Linked DNA regions of Mus musculus: region 1 is linked to region 2. The links are chromatin contacts, called in public HiChIP or PLAC-seq maps. All regions are on one chromosome and are shown on one strand. Each heading gives the region's core, a stretch centred on a gene start, on an enhancer-like site or on the middle of the called end of the contact. The rest is flanking DNA. Distances are from core to core; before and after follow the strand shown. Region 1 has its middle 32 kb from the start of Gm36260. Region 2 has its middle 4.9 kb from the start of Gm42397.

The links. HiChIP or PLAC-seq counts read pairs in DNA pulled down with a chosen protein or histone mark.
Region 1: an H3K27ac HiChIP or PLAC-seq map of heart atrium shows a contact between it and region 2, with 6 times the contacts expected there. The contact joins two enhancer-like sites. A contact is called at or near these places in 2 of 484 Hi-C or Micro-C datasets (embryonic stem cells and palatal mesenchyme) and 2 of 115 datasets of contacts at active chromatin or transcription factors (heart atrium and neural tube).

Annotation. Positions count from the first base shown.
Region 1 is chr7:71,409,747-71,413,562 of GRCm38.p6, reverse strand. No RefSeq gene overlaps it. Among named protein-coding and RNA genes, the nearest start is that of Gm36260, 32 kb to the right of the region's middle. Within about 2 kb of position 1,937, at least 73 of the 459 cell types and tissues checked have an H3K27ac peak or open chromatin away from gene starts, as enhancers often do. A contact at or near this core is called in heart atrium, where this site is marked.
Region 2 is chr7:70,951,202-70,954,801 of GRCm38.p6, reverse strand. No RefSeq gene overlaps it. Among named protein-coding and RNA genes, the nearest start is that of Gm42397, 4.9 kb to the left of the region's middle. Within about 2 kb of position 2,276, at least 4 of the 459 cell types and tissues checked have an H3K27ac peak or open chromatin away from gene starts, as enhancers often do. A contact at or near this core is called in heart atrium, where this site is marked.

The DNA of each region.
Region 1 (3,816 bases), core at 688-3,187, 460 kb before region 2:
TTTTGGCTTTATGGACACACTTGTGACACCATGGACTTAAATAACAATACACTTATTTTATACAATCAAAAATTAAGTGTAAGGGCTGGCAAGATGGTTGAGTGGAGAAGAGGAGCTTGCTGAAAAATCCCAGTGAACTGAGTTCAATCCGCAGAACCCATGTGGTAGTTCGCTTTCAACTTAGAAGGTGCTTATTCCAAGCTCACCTAGGTAGCAGAGAGAGAAGGTCTCAGGACTCAGAGGGCATCAGGAGAGAGCGACAAAATGAGGATAACAAGCAACCGTCTAGACAGACTTTCCCTGGAACACCTCAGATATTACTGTCTCAACATTTCTTTTGCCGATTCTGCTGAAAAGAAGGTATTACAATTTCGTTGGCATTGGTGACCTGGCATCTCTGAATTATTTCCTGCTTTGGTTTACAGAGGAATAAGCCTGTAATTAATTATATATCAGAACATGAGAATCGACCTGGCAATAATGTACAGGCTAAGAACGTTCTATTTACATATGTAGGTTATTTAAAATATGTCTTGTTAAATAAATATTTAAAATCCCTCCTTATTTGGCTTATAAAGTGTTCGAAAAGAGGCTGCAGTTTGACTTTACAGAATGTTCAAAAGTGAGAGACTTGATCTAGACAATTGTCCATGCCCAGTTAACATCACCTCCTATCCTTGCATAGCAGGGCACACAGAAAACATTCTTAGTAAAAACAACAACATCAATTATTTACATCAGCACTGAAATGTATACTAATGGGAACAAGTTGGTCTTCAGGAATTCATATAACTTATAGAACATATAAGTACAACAAGGAGCCTAGGTATGAATGAACGAGATGCCCAACAGTGGATAGGGTGTATGGAAAACAGTGGTGTCACAATAAAATGTTCCCTCTGTGGGTAATTTCCTTCTTGTATATATCTAGATTTACTTTTAAAGGGAAATAAAATAAAATAGAGAACCAAAAAGAGATTTTTTTTCATGCCCGTCAAATCAACAAGACCCTGGTAAGAAGAACAGACACAGGACGTGACAAGGTGGGAAGATAAGAGAGTCTCAATGATACACAGGAGGGATTCTGCTGGAATTGATGAGGGCGCCCTGAAGTTAACTTTCCTCCAGAGGGTTTGCCTCTAACCGCCTTTGGTCCCTGCAGAACGGTTCTGTGAACATGGCAGCTGCGGATCCACCAGGGGGAGCAGTTCGCCAGCACAAAACCAACCTTCCCGAAGGAAGCCGCTGAAGTTGGCTCTTCCTCTCAATTTACACAGCTGACAGGACCCTGATTTTATCAGTTCTCCTAGATGCAGCACGCACATACCTGGAGCTGATTCCCTCCAGCCAGCCTCATGCTACTGGGATACGATACACCTCACAAACTCATGATCACAGGCACGCTTTTCCGTGCATAGCAGCCCTTGTAATGTACCTCGCCTTTTTTTTTTTTTTTTTTTTTTTTTTAATAGGAAGTAATTTGGGCTCAGCTTCCACACCATCTTTTAAGGAGAGAATGAATAGTTTATCAAACTAGTTGTTCGGCGTGGCATTAAAGTGTGTGAGAGTCTCCCTCAGGTCTCGAAGGCAGGTATCTACTGGAGTTTACTGATAACCCGGTTTCTCTCTTCAGCAACCCCCCCCCCTTTTTTTTCTTCCTTTAACCAAAGCCCTGGGGCTGGGAAAGAAAACAGCTGTCAGAGAAAGGCTGGTGTCGGTGATAAGCCTTTTGTGTGCAAGCTCAAACTTTGAGACCAGCCTGTCCAAACAAAACAGCTGTGGTCTTCAGTGTGGACGGCAGAGTACACCAAGTCTGTTGGTGAAGGGGGGTTGGGGGGTTGGGGGAGGCAGAAAATATGCCGGTCCCTGAAGCATTCTGTACATGGTTGCACAATCCATGAAGGAATTCCCAAGGGGAGCCAAATTTTATTTTTAGTAGAGGTCAGTCCTCCGGTCTCTATCCTAATCCTCCATTGTGGCGCTTTAGCACATTGCTGTTACAATAGCCCTTGATGCTTGAGGTGGAAAGCCTGGCTCCTGGCTCCGCAGCTCTGGCATGAGGAAGGCGGAGGAGCCTGGGGGCTCATTCTAGACTCCCAAGTCGCTAGTGAAACTGCTCTCGGGGACCCTTGTTTCTAGATCAATCTGCTTCAAGATCCGCCTCTTTCTGTTAGTCACAGAGCCTGTGTCAAGAGCCTGTAAAGAACAATGTAAGGGACGCCAAGGCTACTTTGTAACCTTAGTCTGTGCACCCGGCTCTTAAAGCCACTAAGTGAAGCGAAAGTCACTCTTTTTTTTTTTTTTTTTTTTTTTTTTTTTTTTGAGAAACAAGCAAACAAACAAACAAAAACCCAACAGACTGTTTCTGGAACTTATCTGCTTTCGTTCCCTCATTTGTCCCTCATGGGCAACTCTGTAGAAAGCAAGCCTGCAGCTGACATTCAGGGAGTAGCTGATACCACCTTTCTACGGGGGTTAGTGTCCCTTCTAAGTAAATCAAACACAGGAACTAACTTAGGAGCATTTTCCTTCAACCTTTCTGTTATTATACATTCTCATAATTTTCAAATTGACTTCTGAATAAACCACAGAGGGGGGAAAATCATGATTCTCAGGTGATCTTACGTATTTAATCTGTCGATTGTTGTTGTATGTTGTTTTTTAAGAGGACCAGGCTGAAAGAGCTGAAATCATTTCGGGCAAAGTTTTATTTTTGGTATTCCACTACTTTATCACAGTTGTTCATCCTGGAAATGGAAGTGAAAAGAATCCCATTAAAAATACATAATAGTATGGGCCAGGCATAGTAGCACATAGAATCCCCAAACTTAAGAGACAGAGGCAGTGTTGAAACAAACTCAAGAGCTAACATTGTGATCTGATGTTATCACAGGGATCTATGTCTCAGTATGGGGGTAATCTGGGTATTTTTGGACCAGGAGACTGAAGGACAGACAGCACTTTACCTGGCTGATTTTCTTGCTACTCTTCTAGTTGTGTTTGCGCAGATACCACAATGCTATATTCTGAATTCTGGCACAAATCCATGAGAGGTAAAGCTTACATGGGTATTAAGTGCTTAGTCACCAGATTGAAGAAACTGAGTCACATTTTATACCTAGTAGAGCAGTAGAGGGCTGTCTGCCCCTGCCCCTGCCCCTGCCCCTGCCCCTTTCTGCTTTTGCCTTTTTCCCTTGCCCTTCCATTCCTTTCCAATCCCTCGCTTCCTGAGTTGCTCCAACTTAAGGACCTGTATGTGATAAACAAACTGTACTGCAGAGCCATGGGTCAGACCCCAGAGTAGAGACTTAGCATCGCAGGCAAAAGGAGACACCGATTTCAACAAGATGTCAAAATTGTGCCCATACCTGACCCGGATTTCTTAACACTCCTCATTGAGAAGTGGCCCTCTGCCTAGACCCATCTGCAGGTCCTTGGCGAGCGGGACAGGCTGTCCCAAGCCTCCCATTTAGTGTGAACTGCTTGCAAAGGAGTTCAGAGTTTTTCAGAGTTTTGTGACAACTTCTGCCCTGCAGATAACGCACTTGAATGGTTTCCTTCCTCCCCACATCTCCCGCTCAGCACTGAAGAGAAGGATCTACCTTCCGAGGCATGAAACGAAGTGATTTACTTGTTGCTCCAGAACCACTTCAAAGGTTCCTAGATATTGAATCAAATCTAAGCAATTTGTTTTCCCACCCTGGATTTCTGAGCCAAGCTAGCTGTTTCTTTCTGCAGCCCAGGTCATTCCATTAGAGATCAGTATATATCTTGTTCCATGCCGTTTAATCGCTCTGAACTTCCAGAATGTTCTGC
Region 2 (3,600 bases), core at 1,027-3,526:
GGGAAAAAATGAAGTTATAAAAAGAGAATGTGAACAAACTTTCGGGGTGATCCCAAGCGGTAGAACACAGTAGCATCCCATTTGGGGAGCATTATCAGGAAGACATTCCACACCAGTGTTCTGCACTTTATGCTGCTACTTCATTTCTTCAGTCAGCAGAGTTCTGGGTAATTTAAGGCAGCGAAAAAATGGACACTCTTTTTCTCAGGCTGATGAGCCAAAGGAAAACCCTGCGACAGAGATTATAACAGTGTAAAGAACAGGATGGGGAGATCAGAACAGAGGAAATGGCATGTTAATGACATTCAATATTCTCCCCGGGTCGGGCCATCAGCGTTTTTATTGCCACTATTTCTCAGCATACACTATTAGAATTTATTGAGTCAATCTGTCTCCATCACCTGTGATATAATATATTTTATTCAATAAGATATGGAATAATATTTATCTTTCAACTCCAATGACTGGATTTCAGAACAATAACTGCACATCATCCAAGCGTTACAAGAGTAGGAGGGATTGTACATTTTAATATCTGACCAGAGGGTTGTCAGTTTAGCATCTCTGGATTTGATGGAAAGAAATGCACAGATGTCAATCCAAGAAATTGCTCCGAAGCAACAGTTGTGGGAAAAGGAGGCTTCAAACTGTATCTAACACTTACGCATGGGAAGCATCGTGCAAGGATCTGTGGAAGCAGAGACTCTGAAATGGAGTTGGTCCCAGTGGGTTCTCTGTATCCGAAATGAAGTTCAGATTCATGACTAAGGTCACTCATCTTATAAGACACACGGAGAGGAAAGATCGTTTGTTTTGTTGTTATGCCTCAAGGAGCCCTCATTTAAAATTTGAGAGATGGGTGTCTATATGGCATGTTTTCAGGATGTCTGTCTGAGTTGGGTACAGTCGCGCTACCCAGTGAATTATACTTGCTATGCCAGCCACTTGGAAGAGCTATACTGGTGGCAGCTGGGTGGCACCTTTGCCGAAGGCGGCAGATTTAATAATATGTGCAATTGAATTGATCACATTCTCAACTTTTGCACAGGTTCAGGCCCCTGTTAGTCAATCTATGTAATTCTGAAAATCAACTCTTTCCCCCTACCTTTGTATTTTCATATTTATTTCCTATCCATTTTTTCTAGTTTTCCCCTCAGAAGTTCTGTGTGACAAAGAGCTGTCACAGCCTTTGAGATGGAGGTTATATTGGGTGACTTCACCTCAGAAAGGAAGGGGTGCAGAACCCCTGCTGGTAAAAAGCACTAATTCATCAGCCCTTGGTCTTGCTCACTAGGAATCCTCTCTCCCAACAGAGTAGGGTCAGCAAGGAAGCCACATCCTATCAACCAGTTTACTGCTTGATTGCTTCAAAGGCTTTCAACCTGCATGAAGGGGGCAGGCTGCAGGTAAAACAGACACCTGTGACTTTCAGCAATCGGATGCACGCCATATCAGCACATCTAATGTTGGCATCATGTTTGCCCAGTTCTGCCATCTTTGCAGCTCCCTGCCTCTTGTCTTTTTTGGTTTCCTTCTTCTTAGTTTCATCACTCTTACACAAATGTATAAAGTTGGCGTCTTTCCTTCATCACTTGAAGGACATGCATGCTTATTTATGTATGTATTTATTAATTTATTTGCATTCTTGAATATTAGAAGCAAGCGAGTAAAAGCTTGGATGTTTGAGCCCTCGGTATTGGATTTTGAATGGCAGTCACATTCCCATAAATGTTTGTTTGATCGTAAATCAATGAAACTTCTGTAAGCTGCGGTCCCTGGCTCACTCTTGTCTCCTTTCACTGGGGGCGTGATAATGGTAAATCGGAGGATATATGTGCAGCCTCGGCGTCGTGTTCATAGTAGGTGCTTTGGCTTTCTCTGTGAATTAAATTGAAACCACAAAGCCTTTACAGTACACTATCCTCTCAAAAGAAAACACAGTAGAGGGGTCCTTGTTGGCTCATTTATTTACTTACTACTGCATAGGAAGGGGGAGCTGGGAAGGAGGAAGCCTGGCTAGGAGAGATCATGCTTTAACCCTGTGGGGAATAGCTCTAAGTATGTTTTCTGTATCCTACTTATACCTCCTTAGTGTCCCCATTTTATAAGCACAGCTTGTCTTTACTTTGGCACCATGCAGGACAGTAACAATAGGATTAAAAGGAGTGTATCTGGTTTAAGATTTGTTGGGAAGCTTTAGCAAAGCCAAGAAAGGGTGTTGTATTTGGAGCTTAGCAGGAGAGCACTTGGCACAGGAAACCTCAACCTCAAATCCTTGGCTGTGCTCCATAGATTTGAGGTTGCCCTGTGGTGTGTGTGCCTTTGTATATTGGTGTTAGGGAGGAGGTGCTGGGAATGACATGAAGCTGTGGAAGGGTGGGGAGAGTGGGGAGATCTGACAGAGATGGGTAGCTTTGAACCTGACTCTGATTGTTTGGCTCAGGCAACAGAGCTAGGCTCGGTTGTTTGCAAATGTTATTTCTATCCATCTAAGCACATCTCACGTGGCACACATCCTTCAAAACCACAAGGCACTTGACATCAGCATGGATTCGGGAGAAGAATTTGTATCTCAAGGAAACTAGATGAGGGCATATGCATCTATATATATATGGTATTATATATATATATATATATATAATGACATAGTATACATTGTACACAACACTCACAACTTATTAACTAGTATATGGGAGTTTATCTTTTTAGCTTTATAAATAAATTTTTATCTTAGGGCCAGATAAGACTACTCTTGGTATAGTTAAAAGTAGCACCAATTTCCTTTGAACAGGAGTTTTCAGTCTGCAGGTTGTGAGCCCTTTGCAGTTGCATATCAGGTATCCTGCCCATCAGCTATATACAATACTATTTATAACAGCAACAAACGTTCAGTTATGAAGGATCAATGAAATAACTTGTGGTTGGGGGTCACCACAACATGAAGAACTGTATTAAAGGGTAACAGCATTAGGAAGGTTGAAAACCACTGCCCTCTAACAATGTAAAAATCACCTTGGAATTGAGCATGCCTTTGGAGATTTATTTTAGAGCTTCTGTCCTACTCAGTACAGGTACCTTCTCTTGGATCAGATGTCAATGTTCAATCATTTTGGGGTTCTGAACCCCACATGATGCTCTCTCTTTCATAAGTGGAAAGGAAGAATCCAGTGAGGCAGAAAGATCAAAGTTGCCCACGCACTTCTGACAGAATAGCAGTTCATTAAATTTTTACTTGGTTTATTACAAACCTATGGAATGCCAGGTAGGCAGTGGGGAAATACCATGAACAGGGACAGTTACTGAATTTCTCAGCTCTTATGCTAGGGATAGAAGCAAAGAAACTCTCAGATACCCACATACAGTGGTACCTGCCAATGGTGAAACTCTCAGAAGAAAAACATGGTGATTATATAGTGAGGAAATGGGAAAAAGGAGCAGGTGCTACAGGGTGGAACAGAAAAGCCCTCTGAGCAGGTGAGACGGCTAAGCAGAGAAGGGAATGACCAGGCATGACTTGAGAGAAAAATATCTGTTTGAAGCAAAAATATATCACCCTGGTTTTCAGAGGATTAGCGCAAGGGACGCTGTGACTTCCGATTG